Regions from separate parts of the Danio rerio genome. Here region 2 is linked to region 1. The links are chromatin contacts, called in public Hi-C maps. All regions are on one chromosome and are shown on one strand. The core of a region is the stretch at or near the end of the contact, and the rest is flanking DNA. Distances in the headings are between cores, read along the strand shown. Region 1 holds the start of havcr1 (hepatitis A virus cellular receptor 1). Region 2 has its middle 26 kb from the start of adra1ba.

Evidence for each region. A called contact is a pair of places that touch in the nucleus more often than the background predicts.
Region 2: a Hi-C map of embryo shows a contact between it and region 1, with 2.5 times the contacts expected there. The contact joins the enhancer-like site here to the promoter of havcr1 in region 1. A contact is called at or near these places in 4 of 18 Hi-C or Micro-C datasets (caudal fin, embryo, hematopoietic stem cells and 1 more) and 1 of 4 datasets of contacts at active chromatin or transcription factors (caudal fin).

What each region holds. Positions count from the first base shown.
Region 1 is chr21:32,217,626-32,220,818 of GRCz12tu, reverse strand. It overlaps havcr1 (hepatitis A virus cellular receptor 1), which reads left to right and starts at 1,494. Exons shown (of 7, transcript NM_001002434.1): 1 at 1,494-1,584; 2 at 3,132-3,193. The coding sequence starts at 1,530. It also overlaps a transcript of ppp3ca not described here.
Region 2 is chr21:32,350,615-32,353,429 of GRCz12tu, reverse strand. No RefSeq gene overlaps it. Among named protein-coding and RNA genes, the nearest start is that of adra1ba, 26 kb to the right of the region's middle. Within about 2 kb of position 1,564, at least 4 of the 62 cell types and tissues checked have an H3K27ac peak or open chromatin away from gene starts, as enhancers often do.

The DNA of each region.
Region 1 (3,193 bases), core at 245-2,744:
GTCCAATTTCCAACTAGGAAAGTTGCATTTGCAATAATTTTGGTAGCATGTGAAGAAAGCAATCACGCCTTCAATTTTCAGCTCTTCACCTATGAAGTCAGGCATATGAGCTTGTTGCATTCAAATGTGAAAAGAATGAAAATCCCTAAGGACAGCAGGCTTGGATTTAGGTTTAGACTCAGGGCTAGCTTGTTCATAAGATGTTTGGCATTCCATTACTAATTTGCAACATAACAGCAAAGTGTGCCCAAAATTCATTGCCAATCTACTTGTCAGCATTTTAATTTTAGTCATAGGCCTATGCTAATCACTGATTATTCATTTATTCATTCATTTTCTTTTTGGCTTAGTTCTTTATTAATCTGGGTTTGCCACAGCGCAATCAACCGCCAACTTATCCAGCATATACACTACGGCCAATTTAGCTTACCTAATTCACCTATACCACGTCTTTGGACTTGTGGGGGAAACCGGAGTACCTGGAGGAAACCCACGCGAACACGGGGAGAACATGCAAACTCAACACCTAATGATGGGTTGCTGCTGGAAGGGCATCCGCTGTGTTAACCAAATGCTGGATAAGTTGGCGGTTCATTCCACTGTGGCGACCCCAGATTAAAAAAGGGACAAAAAGAAAATAAGTTAATGAAAGTATGCAAAACAATATGTTAAACAGGCCTTTATGTAAATATGCACTTCTTTAACTGTAAGGTTATATGTAGGCATAGGACGATAGGTATACCGCGGTTTGGAAAAGTCAAGGTTTTAAAACCGCAACATTTTTCTGTTATATCAATCCTAAGAATACATTTTTTTAAAATGTTTTTTTGTAAATGAAGAGAGCAGAAATCCTTTTAATTATGTAGACATGTTTACTGCTCCAAAATATTTTAAATGTTTCCTAAAATTATTATTATTTTTTTTTTGTGTGTGTTCTTTACTCAGACATTTAAAACATATTTCAGAGTAGTGGTCACAATACCATAAGTGAAACCGTTGCAAGCCTATTTATTCAAGGCTATGATACCGTCAGAAACTTATACTGGCCCTTAGTTATATTTGTCTCTTTTTAGATATAAGCTGAGCTTATGTCACGTTAAAAACGTTATAGTTATAGGCCTAAAAACATATATCACTTTTAAAATAGCTGCTTGTTAAAAGCGAGTTTATTTAAACAGTGTTGTACAATAGCGACCTCTAGCGTTCAATGCGTTAAAATATAAAAATGAATGTGTCAATTATGTTTAAATGTGAATTAAAACAATTTCATATTCTCATACAATGTTTATCAGCGTGAGATTTTTTTTTTCTGTTTAAGTAGATGGCTCTAGTAAATTTCGCTTTCGGTTTTTTAAAGTTGAACACAGTTGTAGAGGCCACACATGGAAGTGAAACTGTGAAGAAGAACTCTGAATGCACATTTAAGCAAAGCCGTCATGTGCACTTCCGTGTAAAGGGCAATAATAATGTAAGAAGAAGCATGAGTTAGTCTTGTGCATTGCTTGCAGAGAGAGTGACACATTTTCATCATGACTGATCTTCACAGCTGGTTCCTCTCATCATGGATTCTCTGCTGCCTGACGAGTGAGTTTCACATTTATATAGGCTACTGAAACCTAAAAAAAAAGAAAAAAAAAGAAGAAGAAAAGTAAAAAAGAAGAGTTTGTTTATTTACTTTTTGCAATTCTAAATAATATATTTACATGCCAATATCTAAAATAATGTGGATTTATATAAAATATGACACAGTGATTTATTTCATTTGGAAACATTAAATGGGCTATATTTCCTATAAATAAAAATATCTTAATGGATTTTAATATGTAAATTCAAGGGTAGTTTGAATGTATTTCGTTTGTCTTGCAGAATTTGGATTTACACTGTAATGAAACATAGAATAACCTAAAAGTTAGCAAATTTATTAGTCTTTCTCTCAAATTTTTATTTTAATATTTCAGTATTTCCAATAATATTTTTTCTTCTGGTGAACGCCTTGTTGTATTTTTATTTTAATTTTTTTTTTACCTATTATAAGTTTAAACTATTATAAGGTCAATATTAAACTATTTTTTAAACTATTTAACACTTTTTTTTCTTAACTTTTTTACTTTTTAAACTATTATAAGGTCAATATTATTAGCCCCTTTTAGCTATATTTTTTGTATTGCCTACAAAACAAACTATTAGGTTTAGAAATGTGTTGAAAACCCCCTCTTTCTGTTCAACAGAAATTAAAGACAAAAACAAAAAAAACAAAACAAAAAAAAAATACAGGGGGTTCAATAATTCAGGAGCAGCGGTGGATTTAACCATTAAGCAAGGTAAGCGGCCACTTAGGGCCCCAGGAAATCTGAGGGCCCCCAAATAAATGCCTAGAAGTAAATGAAACCTATAAATTATATATAACATTGTTTTCTATCCTATTTTGTATGAGGGTCTAAAAATTGTTTTTATTTGAATCTTCTACTTCCATCATGGACCAGTCTAGCTGGTATTTAAGTAAAGATTTAATTTTAAAAACCAAATAGTTTTATTTATTATGTTTAGTTGTGAATTCAACTTAAGAAAACAAATCATTTCAAAAGTTTAACAAGGTACTTTATATATTATTATTGTTTTGTATAAGGATAGAATACAGAAAAAGAGATAGAATTATATATAAAAAAGCAGCAAATTAATAATAATAAAAAAATGTAAGTACAAAAGTTCCATTTTACAACTTTCGGCTGGAATTGCTTAGGGCCCCAAAATGACTAAATCCTCCCCTGTTCTGGAGGGGTAATAATTCTGACTTCGACTGTATATTAGTTTTTAAATGTAATTATTTGTTGTACTGTCCAAATTTGGTGGTTCATTCTGCTGTGATGACTCCTGAAAAAATCAGGTACTAAGCAGAAGGAAAATGAATGAACAAATATCCTAAATCATGCCTATTTGAATCACTGTTTCACTGCCAATGTAAATCTACACTGTAATAATATATGACATTACAGTATATATTTTGTTTGCAAATGTAACACATAAGTGCTATTATTTATCACATCATTATGAATTTTAATATCTAAAATGCTATATTGGTATTTTGTTTGTAAATGTCTACATTCAAGGTTATTTAAATTACTGTCTCTCAGTTTGCAGATGCAGCGACATTATTGTACAGAGTTTCGAGGGTGACAATGTGACTTTGCCATGT
Region 2 (2,815 bases), core at 315-2,814, 130 kb before region 1:
AAACCTGAACTTCGATATTTTTCTAGACGCGCTTCTTCACTTGCTTTCAGTTTTTAATGCAATGCATGATGAGTGTTTTTGGTATTATATTTCACAGTTTATTTTATGTTGCTTTCCTCACTTATGTAAATTAACTATAGTGTCCTGCACCTACTAGTAAATATCAAAAAGTATATATATATATTGAAAATGCATCTATAAAAATATAATTAAAAACATTTAAAATGTATTTGCATAAAATTGCATTGTCTAAAGTACATGAATGTTAAGACATACAATAAGATATTAAAACAACTAAATTCTTATTTATTTAAATCACAACTAATTTTATATAACTTAGCATAATTTGTGCATATATTTGTTACTTTTTTTAGATACTTAGATGTAGCTGATGCTGATCGGTCAGCTTGTATTTTTGGTTTATTGTTCTTGTATTTTTTTAATTGAAAGTGTATTGGTTTATGTTATAAATTTCCTTGTTTCCAATTGGCTTGAGTCTGAGGTCACATGATCCCCTTTGATTGATTTAACCTGCGAAAGTTTGTTGGGACAGCATAGTGAGATCTCAATGCAGGCATCTGTAAATGCTCCTGCGTATTGTACTGCTGGTTATCAGGCCAACACAGTAAATGAAACCTTGTTTGTATATTATTATATATTTTGATGTCCTTTTGATTGTGTCTGTGTAAAACATTTGGTTTGTTTGTTTGTTTATCCTTTATTTTTCACAGTGTAGTATTTGGGAAGTGTGCTGTTTTAATAACCAGCGAGTAGCTACATTAGATACTTTATAATGCATTATTCATATATCTATGTATGTAGGTAAATCGAATAAACTAAATTGACTATCTTGTATGGGTGTTTCTTAGTACTGAGTTGCAGCTCTGTAAAACATATGCTGGAATAGTTGGCAGTTTATTAGTTGCTGTTTCTTAAACTTGGAAAGGCGACAAGACTTTTTGTCAGGTAATGTATACGGAGAACATTTTTAATTCCACAAATAACCTTTAAGTGAAAAGATTATTACAGAACTATTCTTTTTCATAGTATGAAGAACATTTTCCACTGTAAAGAATGTTTTAGAGAATGAAAAGCTTCCATGGGTCAAAAGTTTAAATAATAAATAATCTTTATTTTGAACTCTCAGAAAATAACCTTTGCTGCTTGTTTCAACTCCTTATTTAAAATGAGTTAAAACAACACAATTCTTAAGCTATTTTGTAACAACTTAATTGTTTCATGTTCAGTTAACTTAACTTTGTAAAAACGATTAAATTAACTTCATCAATTTGTTTGGGACAACAATTGTACGTAGCAAAACATTTTTTACAGTGAAGACTGTGATTAACAGTGATTAAACATGACTATTTTTAAGTAGACTGCAATATATTTTCTAGCAAAGCTGTCTAATTCTAAATCAAAGCATTTTACAGTGTGTATTTAGAGGGTATGACTTCACCATTTCCACCGACAGCAGTGAAAACAGAAGGACTAAGATAGAAACAGAAGTCTGTGTGACATCCTGGTATTCTCATGCAAGGTCTTGTGATGCATGTGCTGTGATATATAAATATAGAGGCACGGCGAACGTGTCATCCAGAGGAAACGAACAATTTCAGCAGAGCAACAAACAGAGCATAAATCTGACAGCTGTCAAAACACCTGCAGTGTGCAGCTAATGGGAGTGAAGTGAACACACATTTACTAGCATGGCCATACAAATGCATAAAGGATTTAGGAGGTGCTGCAGTTACATTAATAACATGGGAACTCCTTCAATTTTTAATGCGAACAGTGATTTAATCAAATATTTGTAATATTTATAAATATATGAAATCTGTGTGAGAAATAGTGTGTTTTATGGATTTCTGAATAGATTTAAAGGGACTATTATTAGTGAAGTTTTAATTATTTTTCAAATATTTATCAAGTGATGTTTAACAAAATATTATTTGTTTTCGTCTTCTGGAGAAAATCTTTTTATTTTTAGTTTGGCTGAAATAAAAGCACTTTATATGCTTTTTAAAAGATAAATATTTTTAGTCCCCTTAAGAAATTATATATTTCAGAACAAATAACTGTATTTCAGTGTTTGCCATTGCCTAATCAATCTTTAGCTTAATTAACCTAATTATGTCTCTAAAATGCACATTAACCTGAATAAAAGTATCTTGCAAAATAACATTAATAATAACAAAAACAATAATGATGATAATATTAATATAAAAAAAATAGGTACTGTCAACTTAGCAAAGACAAAATACATTCATCATTCATTTATTTATTTTCTGCCACTTTTCCCGGGACGGGTCAAGGGGGCAGCAGTCTTAGGAGAGAACCCCAGACTTCCCTCTCCCCAGACACTTCCTCCAGCTCCTCCAGGGGGGTACCCTGAAGCGTTCCCAGGCCAGCCGAGAGACATAGCCCCTTCAGCGTGTCCTGGGTCTTCCCCGAGGCCTCCTCCAGGTGGGACATGCCTGGAACACCTCCCTAGGTTGGCATCCAGAAGGCATCCGAAACAGATGCCCGAGCCACCTCATCTAACTTCTCTCGATGTGGAGGAGCAGCAGCTCTACTCCGAGCTCCTCACCTTATCCATAAGAGTGTGCCCTGCCACCCTTCGAAGGAAACTCATTTTGGTCGCTTGTATCCGAGATCTTGTCCTTTCAGTCATGACCCAAATCTCATGACCATAGGTGAGAGTAGGAACCAGTAGATTGACTGGTACATCAAGAGCTTTGCCTTTCGGCTCAGCTCCTTCTTCACCGCAACGGACCGGTACATCGACCGCCTGACCGCCAATCCGCCTGTCAAT